Linked DNA regions of Arachis hypogaea: region 2 is linked to region 1. The links are chromatin contacts, called in public Hi-C maps. All regions are on one chromosome and are shown on one strand. Each heading gives the region's core, a stretch centred on a gene start, on an enhancer-like site or on the middle of the called end of the contact. The rest is flanking DNA. Distances are from core to core; before and after follow the strand shown.

Evidence for each region. A called contact is a pair of places that touch in the nucleus more often than the background predicts.
Region 2: a Hi-C map of leaf shows a contact between it and region 1, with 2.2 times the contacts expected there. The contact joins the enhancer-like site here to the promoter of LOC112726997 in region 1. A contact is called at or near these places in 2 of 8 Hi-C or Micro-C datasets (leaf and an unstated tissue).

The regions. Positions count from the first base shown.
Region 1 is chr12:16,345,819-16,351,948 of arahy.Tifrunner.gnm2.J5K5, forward strand. LOC112726997 (myosin-16) reads left to right here and starts at 2,858. Exons shown (of 4, transcript XM_025776576.2): 1 at 2,858-3,512; 2 at 4,075-4,214; 3 at 5,206-5,444. The coding sequence starts at 3,222. It overlaps LOC112729757 (myosin-9-like), which reads left to right. Exons shown (of 25, transcript XM_029291039.2): 17 at 30-156; 18 at 240-410; 19 at 506-637; 20 at 757-866; 21 at 993-1,053; 22 at 1,343-1,520; 23 at 2,252-2,466; 24 at 2,565-2,669; 25 at 2,745-2,750. The coding sequence ends at 2,750.
Region 2 is chr12:16,502,840-16,508,969 of arahy.Tifrunner.gnm2.J5K5, forward strand. No RefSeq gene overlaps it. Among protein-coding and RNA genes, the nearest start is that of TRNAG-GCC, 37 kb to the right of the region's middle. Within about 2 kb of position 2,717, at least 2 of the 3 cell types and tissues checked have open chromatin away from gene starts, as enhancers often do.

The DNA.
Region 1 (6,130 bases), core at 1,608-4,107:
TATATCCTTCAATAATTGTTTACTTGCAGTATGTTTCCCAAGTCGACCCATGAGACATTTGCAACAAAGCTTTATCAGACATTCAAAGATCACAAACGCTTCATAAAGCCAAAACTGGCACGGTCAGACTTCACTGTTGTACATTATGCAGGCGAGGTCGGTTTGAGTTTCTCATTATTGCCTTCTTGGTTTCTACTTTTCTACTAAAGGTTCTTATTTATTTGTGCACTTCTTTTCAGGTCCAATATCAGTCTGAGCAGTTTCTTGACAAAAACAAAGACTACGTTGTTCCTGAACATCAAGACATGCTAAGTACTTCGAGATGTTCATTTGTAACACGACTTTTTCCTCCACTTACTGAGGAGACATCAAAATCTGCGAAGTTTTCTTCTATTGGTTCTCGTTTTAAGGTATGTCTAATATGACTTTTGCCTTCTCTCAACGTGATATCTCATAAGCCGTGACATAATTGAATGATCAATGTTGTTTTTACCGATTTGTGCAGCTACAATTACAACAATTGATGGACACACTCAATCTCACAGAGCCTCACTATATTAGATGTGTGAAGCCAAACACTGTTTTACAACCTGCCATATTTGATAATATGAACGTCATCCAACAATTGCGCTCTGGCGTAAGTAGGTTAAGGAATTAAATTGTACAATATTTGCTTCAAGAGTGCTACTTAGAACAAGTTTCAATATTCCTACCCAACTAACATTTGTAGACTTTGCACCAACGCTGATATTGTAGGGTGTTCTTGAAGCAGTAAGAATTAAGATTGCTGGATTCCCAACTCACAGGACTTTTCAGGAATTTCTAACTCGATTAGGCATTCTTGCTCCAGAGGTTCTTCATGGAAAGTGAGTCAAACTTAACATCAATTTTGGTTATGTTCTTTTTACTCAATAGTGGTGGTGTCAAACATTTTTTATTATTTATTATTTTACTTTGATATTTACTTAGTGAGTCTGCCTGCATTTATGCAGCAACGATGAAAAGGAAGCATGTAAAACGATATTGGAGAAAGCTGGTCTGACAGGATATCAGGTAAAACTATAACTCTATTAAGTCTTATTTTTGTGCGCTATCCTTAAAAAAATCACTAAATTAAATATCATTTCATATCAAATCACAGACATTTAGAGGATCCCTTTTACAGTATTATTTCTAGAATTTTTTTCATATAAATGTCCATTTGATTTGGGGCATGGAATGAAACATGTGTACTGTTGTTGACAGGTGCATATATTGATACGCATGTCAACCCTGAAATTCTTCATTTCAAGATGCTCTTTTACACTCAACTGAACTTCATGTGATCTTGCTAATTTTGTAGATAGGGCAAACACAAATATTCTTGAGAGCTGGTCAGATGGCTGAGTTAGATGCTCTGAGAGCACGTTTACTTTACGGTTCTGCAACAGTTATCCAGAAGCACACTAGACGTTATCCTAGACGGAAAGAATATGTTGCATTGTTCAAGTCCTCTATCTTTATGCAATCTATTTGTAGAGGTCTGTCAAATATAGCATCTATAAAAACCATTTGTGATTATCTATCTAACCACTTTAGCTTTTAGGAGAAATGATTTCTCACATGGTATTAGAACTTCTATAACCAAAAGGCAAGATTCGATCCTTGTTGCCCCATGCTAGGATGTGTCTGAGTTGTTCACACTTCAAGCTTAAAGGAGTTCTTGAATATTGGAGTGAATTAGGATATAAAAATCATTCATATATCTTTATTTAAGGTTTAAAGGACATCGTTCATGACAAACATCGCCAAAACGCAAGAGAATAACAATGCATTGTCTTGTGGTCTAACCCTTAAAATTGTGGGAGAAACACTGGCAATGAAATCCTATATCCTTTTCAATGTCCTAATGTTTCTTATTGCTGAAAAATAGAAATGTTTCATCCGAGACTATCATACTATTTTTCTATGGTCACCTTTCTTTCCCCACCCAGCATGTCCTACGTAGAGCTATCTGAACATAACATAATTCAGAGTGAACAATCAGCATTTAGCATTACACTTAATCTCACAAATATCTGCGTAGTACTTATACTATCTGCCACTAAATGAATACACATATTTTGAAACATTTTTATAGAGTTTGGTCCTTATAAATTTTTTATGTGTAGTTTCTTTGTTACCGTCAAGAATAACATTTTCTATTATGCAAACTTCTACAACCATTTATGCAATCAATTTTTGTTAGGTGCTAAACTGTTGTGACTCTTAGGTGAACTGGCTCGGAGAAAATTTTATCACCTGAGGAGGGGCAAGGCTGCAGTCAGAATTCAAAAGCACACACGTGGAAAACTTTCCAGAAAAGAATACAGCAAGATAAAGGTTGCAGCTATATATTTGCAGGCAGCCTTTCGAGCAATGGATGCTCAGGATAAATTAAATAAATTAAGAAATAGGAAGAAAAATTCTGCATCAATCACTATTCAGGTTAGAGTTATTGTAATAATGTTAACACACACACACACACACATTCTTTTTAAATACCTTTTCTATTGCCTGATACTTGAGGAATGTAAAAAATGCAGTCATATTATCGCCGGCATAGAGCTCTCTTGGAATATAAAACCCTTAAGAAATCAGCAATCATTTCACAAAGTGTCAATGATTCCATGGAGAAAGACGAAGACAAGGTTGTATATATAAATTTTTTGTTGTGTTGTTAAAATTCTCAAATGTTTCCTTTTTCTTTGTAATATTCATTGTAGTTATAGATATTAGTAGCAATTAGCAAAGTAATAATATATAGAATCTTTACAGTATGGGAATATATAGTTGTTCTGTTCAAAACTATTTCAGAGCCTAGTCCTAATAGCTTAAAGCTTTTAGATGTACTACCAAGTCTCACACTGGGTAAGGACAATTTCAAAATACAATTTTTGTCTCTTACCTATTTTTTTATTTGGTCCCTTAACTTTTTCTTTTAATCAATTCAGTCTATTTATGTCAAGTTATTTCAATTTGCTCCCACTGTTGAAACAAGACACAATATGTTGATGTGTCACAATTTACTATTACACCTTAGATCTACATATGTGCCTCTTCATCATTTTTCATCTACTATTTGTATAGTGATTATAGGAAAAGGCACTAATGATAATGACAATAGCAAAAAACTGAAGAACCCTCTGTCTGCATGATTCTATTGAAGTCCTTGTTGTTGACTTAACAAATGGTTTGCTATCATGGAATGCCAGGGTTTGGGGAATTTAGTGGATAACAAAACTATTTCAGTTGAAGCAGTTTCAAATGTTGTCCAAGAAGAACCCTCAAGTACTTTCCAAGAAGAACCCTCAAATGCTAGCCAAGAAGAACCCTCATGTACTATCGAAGAAGAAATGTTAAATGCTGTCCAAGAAGAACTCACAATTACTTCCGAACATGTTGAAAGAACTGAAGCTATTAGGGAATCCCATAGTCCTTTACAAGGAAGTGAAACGGTTGAAGTTCTTATTGAAGAAATAAAAAAGTTAAAGGTAAAATGAGTAGTATAACTGTTATTTTATAAGCCTTGAAACATAAAGAACCTCTGGTTCTATACCGTTTTATCTTCACATTTTCTAAAATATGTGTTAAATAGAAATATAATAGAGTTCCAGTTTATTTTTGTTGAATTATATCACAAATTAACTGTATAAACTATAAAGAAATAAGCGAGCAAAAGTATTCTTTTTTCTATTACTTTCTTTTTAGAGGCAAGATGATATTGATAATTAGTTAGTTTGATGTTAAATAAAGATTATGGTAAGTCAAGGCTGAAATGTGTGCAAACAACCTAGAAATGCAGATAGAAGCATGACTGATAACCCATTGACAAGGTAATTTGTATCTCTGCAGTATATATTAACAGAATATGTGATATAAGACAAGGATGAATTGTGTTCATCAATGCATTATTTAAAGAATCATATGGTATTTATTTAAAAAATTAGTGCCTTTTTTTTTGCATGTTGAACAATTTCTGTGCACATAACCTTTTTAGGCATATTATTATGATTTTTAAATTCACAATTTTTTATGTGATATCACTTTTCACAGGTCATGTTGCAGGCAGAAAAAGTAAGAGCAGACGAATGCGAAAGGAAATATGTAGAAGCTCAAGGATCAAGTGAAGAGTTACGGAAAAAGTTAGCAGAAACTGAAAAAAGAGTTTATCAACTTCAAGAGTCATTGAACAGGTAATATTAATATTATTACCTGGAGGATTCATGAGTCCTGCTATTATATTTTCTCCCCCCCTCCCCCTTCCCCCTTCCCCATCTCTTCTCTATATTTTACGTACTTTTACTTAACTGTGATGGTATCTTTCAACTGCGTATAGAACTTGTGTAAGCAGCCATAGAAACCAACACATGAGTTCCGAAAGGGAACAACCCAGCTTTATGATGACTTGGTTGTTTAGAGTTCAATATTGATTCATGATACTTTTTTCCATCACTGATTTTATTTAATCCAGTAATTCACTGATGGTTTCTTGTGACCTTTGAAATATTTACGTTCAAACAGTTCTGTCATCTTGAATAAGATATGCAAAGTTGTGATACCAGGATCAGAGTTTTTAGGCTGAACTAAGGAATAATTAATTAGAGTTTTGAAAGAAAACTTGCTCTTGAATTAAATTACTAATAGTTATTGTCCAAATTGATATACTCAAAAGTATCTTCATAAGCAAACATGGGGCAAACTGAAGCTTGAGAGATGAAAATGCCGTTAGTCCTTTATCATCTCCAGAGGCTGCAGTTGTAGTCCTTCACCATATCAATCGATCAATAAACATGTGAGCAACTTTGTTTCTAAGGACATGTCGTTTGAAGGAAGATTTTCAGTTAGTCTTACATTATGAGGAAATGATATCATTTTACTTTTGAAAGATTTGCTTCCATAAAAATGGGGTTACATCCCACTAAAACTTGCATATTTCATTATGTTTAGAGGAAAATTCTCAATAAACCAAAGAAAGAAAAAGGATAATGGAAACTCTTAATTTACTGTAGACCAATAGGGCCATTATGGTTTGAAGAATATAATAACCCCCATTGAAGATGGCATTGACTATTGTAAATATTGCTTACATTGTCTGCCTTATATGGATATTAATATTGCTTGAGTTTTGAGTTTCAAAACTGAATACTATTTGATTAATGCTAGATCTGATTTAGTGTGTATCAGGATGATATCTTCCATGTCAAGTCAAGTTGCCGATTTGAAGATGATTTTAAGTACTTCATCAAGATTGAGTTCAACTTTTCGACCTATTGCTAGAGTTGATGTTGCTTCCAGTAACTCCGATACTTCATCTACAGACTCTGATTTCACATTTCCTGCCTCTGGTCCAAATTCAGATGCTTCCTCTAAGCCAGGCCATTATCCACTTGTTGTTCAGGATGTCACTGGAGAGGATGGGTCAGGTCAGTCTAACTTTCTCCACCTTGTTTTTATAGAAAGATAAAGTTTATTATTAGAATAGAAGATAATACTGAATATAAAAAGGATAAGCCATCCTTGCACAAATACAAAAGGTATAATTAGGACATGTGCAAAAAGAAAAGTATATAGTTGACATAAAAACTTTAGCTATGCAATAAGGTATGGCAATCCCTTTGAATATCACTTCAAGAAAGCCTATTAAATAGACCATGTGCTGATCACCAAACAGAAATCAAAACAATAATCCTAATCTAAATGGAAATTCACATTTGAAGATAAACTATTAAAAATCCGAGAATTCCTTTCCAACCACTATAGCATTGCAAAATCTGCATTCCGACATAGAATCTTTGCTCTTTTACATGAGATAGAACTTCTTAACTTTCTTCACAAATTTCAACGTCCTAGTTATGTTAGCATTCACTTGCTGCATTAGGCTATCAAAAATGGAATTTTCAAATTAAGAGTAGAGGTACCCTTTTCAACCTGGGGTGTACTATTGAATATCCCAAGGCACTGGACTAATTAATAGGATTTTGAAAAACTCGGTTAAGCCATGAGTTCACACTTTTCTAGAATATCACCTTATGTATTATGCTTCTGCACTTGTTCTAATCAGAATATCACTTCTGTTACTTTTCCAATATATCAAGTTGTCCCCTATCAT
Region 2 (6,130 bases), core at 1,467-3,966, 160 kb after region 1:
TCCAATTCACGCGCACGCGAGAGCCATGCGTGCGCGTCGCTGCTCGCTGGTTGTCTCCTCTATTTCTTGTGCTCCTTCCATTTTTGCAAGCTTCCCCTCCATCCTCTAAGTCATTCCTGTCCTAATAAGCCTGAAAACACTTAACGCACAGATCACGACATCGAATGGAAAAAAAAAGGAAAATTAAAATACACAATTTAAAGGCTTAGGAAGCAAGGTTTCAATTATGGAACAAAACTAGTGTTAGAATATAATTAGGATCAATTAGGATCAATTAGCATTATTTAGCATATCTGAATATTTATTATAGGAGATTACATCTTTATTATTACGATTCTCTTAGTACCTATAAATACCCTTTTATATTGTATTATTCCATACAACTTGACAACTTGAATACACTTAGTAATACACAAATTCTTTCTCTAGTTTAGTCTCTTGTTTCTAACAACTAGGAAGGAATTGTAAATTCATGTAATCTGTATGAATAAGTGTGTAAAGACTTGATAAACCCACTCAATTGAACACAAGATAAATCATAAAATAGTGGTTTATCATTCCTCATACAGGTTACAGCTTATTTCCCTCTTCCTTTACTTCGGTTTTCTTGGTTTTAATTAAGATCAATCTGTTAGGCTGTTGTTAGGTTGTTTTAGGTAGGGTTAAATTGGTTTACCCCTAGATCATTCAAGTGTGTATGCTTGATAGAAGTGTTTGCGGTTATTTTGAGTTGCTATTCATGATGTGAAATTGGTTAACCTTAGATTATTCAACTCTGTATGCTTGATGAATAGATTGTTGTTGGTTCACTTGGTTAATTGTTTGACTGAGCTTGTGCTGGACTTCTGAGATATTGTTGCTGGGATTCTGGAGTTTAACTTGCACTTTGATCAATTGATTTTTGTTGCTGTTTTGCTGAAAAATTCTTGTTTGGTCTGCTTGGAAAATCAGTTGATTATGTGGTTTTGGTGACATTTTGGTGCTGAATTGTTGGGTGATATTTGGCTGTGCGGATTCACTATTAAAGTTGTTTTGCATTGACCTGTTGCTGAAATTCTGCATTATGCTGTTAGTTTTGTTGTTATTGAAGCAGAGAGTATATTGATTACTGTCATCTCGTGTCGTTAGCTTTAATTAGAATTTTAATTCTTAGCCAGTGATTTGGCTTAGTTAAATTGCTTGATGCTGTTAGTTGCTTTTAGGCTAGAGTTATGATTTTTCCGATTAGAGTTAGTCTCTGTTCATGTGTAGTTCAACATGCTGTTACGCTTTTTAAGTTTGAATTTTAGTTTGTTTGAACTGGATTGACTGCATCGCTGCTGAATTATTGAAATATATTACGGCTCTCTGTCCAATTGATGCTGATTTTGTGAATGAAGATTGCATGATTACTTGGTTGATTGATTTTGTGAATGAAGATTGCATGACTACTTGGTTGATTAAGGCATTTGTCTGATAGTACAAGATTCATTAAATTGGTCCCATTTAACCCAGTTACATCGACTTTGTGTGTTTCATTGGATTTGGGTTATATTGGGAACGGAACTCAAGTTTTTGAACTGAATCCTGTGTTGTTAGTTAACTGCATCACATTGGTGTTTGAGCTTGTTCTTCTTACTTGGTTGAACTCGGTTCTTGTGTATACACTACTTGCTCATGAATGTGCTTCTATGATTACTTTGGATTTTGAATTGCATGTTGTAGCTACGGTGTGATTTAAAATGTTTAACTTTGTTTGGCACAATTCATTAAATGTATTTTATGATTTTGCACAATCCATCATATTGCCTCAATTCTTGAATTTCCTGAGTGACTGTTGAGCTTTTTGATACTTGCTTATTCAGTGGTAGCTTGCATTTGTCTTGAAATCCTTTTAGTGCACTGTTGAGCTGAAATTGCATTTTGACTGATTTGCTTTACTCATCCTGCTTGCCTCACTTGTAATTACATTTTAATATATTCTCTTTTACATTTGATTTTTCAGAATGAGGAAACCGCAAGCAAAGAAACCAGCTTCTACTTCTAAGAAAACGGCATCTACTTCTAAGAAAGCAGTTGAACAAGTCGCTTTAATCCGGGATCCTGACTTAGCAGTTCCGGCTCAAGACCCGGTTCGGTTTGCCAACAAATATTCTGCTCGTCAGTATTATTTATTCAAGGAAAAGAAGAAGCTGAATGTTGAAAGAGAATTGAAGATAGATGAACTACCCCGCGAGCTCCGAGCATTAGTGGATTCTCATATTGAGAGCCGCGGGTGGGGCTTCATGGATAGAGAGTTGACTGAAACAAACGTCCAGTGGGTGATAGAGTTTTATGCTAATTTCGATAATGTCAACCTCAAGTCCGTCCTGGTTCGAGGCAAACAGATTCCTATCACTGAAGCGGCAATTGCTGAAATTCTCCAAATCCCACCCAAACTAAAAGGGAGATGTGCTTATGCTAAGGCGCAAGTGGACCGCCAGTTGGGTGCCTTAGACTGGGATAGGGTGCTGAAAAAGATAGCCATCCCTAACTCAGAATGTGTCATGAGTGTAGGGAAGGTGCCTAAGCCAATTGGTCTTCCGGTTAAACAGCTGACTTTTGATTCTCGGATATGGCAACAACTTCTAACCAGCTTTGCCATTCCGACCACACATGAGACCACCATTACTTGGGAGATGGCCGTGCTGGTTTGGGCTGTCTTAGAGGGTGAACCGGTCAACTTACCCAAGATTATCAGGACTCCATGTGGTGAGTACCGGTATCTCTTAAGCGGAAGGCAGCCTTTCCAGTCTTGATAACTGAGATGGTCGCGAAAGCTGGACTTGAATGGGATCCGGATGACTACACACCGATCATACCCAACAAGGATTTGTTCATCCCTCGTGAAGACTGGCTGAAGGATTACCCTGGTTGGGCTGATGGGAAGAAAAAGAGGAGAAAGGTAACCGCTGGGGAATCAAGCCATACAGCAACAGCACAGCCTTCTACATCAGCAGCACCACAGCCCCCTACCTCACAACCAGCAGCATCATCATCCTGTCTTGGTTGCTCTACGACTCAACAGCTATGCCTCAAGATTTTGAAGCGGCTAGAGCGCTTGGAGCTTTTCAGCAGTAAATTGGCCTATTTTCCAATATTGCTCAATCAAACCAAGTTTCATATGAATCTACGAACACTGAACACACAAAAATCACATGTGAATTCATATGACAAATAAGCCAACATACAGCAGCAAATAGCAATGCACAATTAAGCCATAACCAATTAAGCAACAAGCAGCATGCTTTCTTTGAACAATGAACAAAAATAATGGCTTAAAACACAGCACCAAAACAGCACACTGAACAAAAGTGATGGATTCAGGCAGTATTCTATTTGTTGAATTCAACAACCAATTACAAGTAAGCAATAAGAATTCAAACAATTACACCCAACTGAATCCAACAATGAAGGTCACATTGAAACAAGAACTCAGCAGCAATAACAACTTAAATTCATACATTGAGCAAAAATCATCACTGCACAAGCAACCATTAACAATATTTAGCAGCTGGTTCACTCCAAACCGCCATGAACAAAAGCACAGCAGCAAGAGACAGGGGTGCAGCAGAATCAGACAAGCCAATTTAGCACTGGGAAAATCAATGAAACAGCAACATTTCCAAACAGCAGCATTAAACAAAACAAACCTAAATCCACTATCCAGCTCAGATTTTCTAACCACCTAATCAACTAAGCTAAACTAATCTAACTAAACTAACTAAACAAACTGAATTAATAACCTGTAACATACTAAACAGAATAAACAGAAGAGAAAAAAATTGAGACCTGGGAAGCAGAAAATTGGAGCAGGGAAGGAGAAGGAAACGTGGTGGTGAGGAACGGGCGGAGCAACTCAGCTGGCCTGGTGGTGGCGCTGGCGACGTGGCAGCGGTCAGGACGCAGTGAAATGGAAACAGAGGTTTTGCCCTGTTCTAACCTTCGAAGACAGTGGGAGGAGCGATGGAGCAAGGGGAAGGGGAAAGGGCTTCACACGAAGGGTAGGGGCCTGGACGCCGCGGCGGCGCTGGGTTGGGTCGCCATGGCTCCTCGATGGTGGAGGCTACGGGTCGGTGGTTCGGCCATGGGGAGGTTGGTTCGCGATGGTGGTTCGACGCTGAGAGGAGACGCGAGGGGGAGAAGAGGGTAGAGGGTCGCGGGGGTGGTTGGCTGGGTTAGGGTTTGGACAGGGGGTGGTGACGGGTTGGGACGCCGGTAAGGGCGCAGTGGCGAAGGTTGGGTGGCAACGCCGTCACTGAGGGGCGCGGCAGCTGTTCGGTGGCAGAGGAGAGGAGAGTGGGGCAAGGGGACAGAGAAGAGATGAGAGAATAGGAAGAAGAAAGGGGAGAGGGGGAAAGGTGGTCGCGGTGGCTCGCTGGCGATTATGGTTGCTGGCGGCCCTGTGGTGGTGGGCTTGGTTCGGTGGTTTTGCGAGTGAGATGGAGAGAGGAGAAGAGGGTTGGTGTGGCTGAGGAGGACAGAGAGCACGCGAAGGGGAGAAGGAAGAAGAGGGTCGCGGTGGCTCGTCGACGTATGGTAGTCCATGTATTTGAATCCAAATAGAAAGCTGATTGTATAGATTCAGATTCCAATACTGAAGATTCTGTGGTCTTCTATTTTTTATGGTCCACCATATGCTGGGAGTGGATCCTCTCCAATGGAAAAAAAACTGGATGGTATGCAGTGAAAGATTTCACCCTTCATTGCATTCTCTCTCACATTTATTTCTAATCCCACCTGTAGAATTAAAGATGGGAGATTACACTTTATTCTCTCCAGTGACAAAAAAAAATGGAAAAGATCCATTTCTCCATATGCTCTACCTACTTTATCTTGACTTTTAAAATTCAAAATAAAAGATTTAGATCCAGCATTAATGATAACCACCCTTTGTAGATCACCTCATATTTAAAAAATGGTCTTTCATACTTAAGTCATGTTGAGTGATTTACCTGTAAGTACTCTGCCAACCAATTCCTGATTGGAAGCAGCTTTCTGTTGAACGGGAGCTCATCAAAATGAATCACATCCTCTCCTATGCCTTCAAAACTTGTATCTTTCTTGATGGCTGTTAGTACTCTCGTTAAAAGATGATGAACTCTGATATTTGTTGAGAATATGAGTTTAGTATACTAATGAGATCAAAGCTTCGCTTATCGTTCAAGATAAATTCCACTACTGGAGATTTGAAGCTCCACTATTGGAGAAGTCTCTCGAAGGTGTCTTTCATTGGTCATAAATAGCTATTTCTAACTTAATTTAACTTGAACCAAGTTAGCTTCAGTAGCTTCTTGTGTTGTAAGTAAGTTTTTTTTTTTTTTTTTTGGACGTGGCCTTACCTTGAATTAAGTCCATTCATGAAGTTCGCCAATAATTAAAAACACATATATCTTTATTTTCTTATTCAAAATTTTAGAGGTCACTGACCCAAAAAAATTAAAAGATTTTAGAGGTCGAACAACTTTCGTACAACAGTCGATTGATGATCAATTTTTTTTTTATATTTTATCAATTTTTATATACACACATGTAATATGCATATACCTATAGAGCACGACATTTGTTGAGTTATTATTTTCATGTTTTAGAAATATTTTAGATACAATATTTATTAATATTTGTTCGATATACATGTCTTCTTTATTCAATTGTATCTGAATAAAAAATAAAATAAAAATTTTTTACGTTTAGACATATCTAAATACTATCACGTGTCAGCGTGTCTAATCTTATTCTTAATATATATTCTTCAAATGAGTTAAAAAATACTATATATTATTATTTATCAAAACAAAAATATTCTAAATATTTTATATAATTAAAAAAAAACATTAAACAATTAATTTATATTTTTATATCGATAAAAAATATTAAAATACCATTACAATTCATCTAAAAATTCATTTATATTTATATATATGTTGTGTTCTTGTATCTTATAAAAAATTAAAATTTTCGTGTTCGTTTATCCTGCGTCGTGTTCCGTATCCGTATCAGTTGTCTTACATTAAACCTCGCGAAATTAATAAATAATTAGCTAATAAATTAATTATTATTCAAAGAAATTAGAAAAGTTAAATTTTATAGTTTAGAGAAGTATAAATAACTA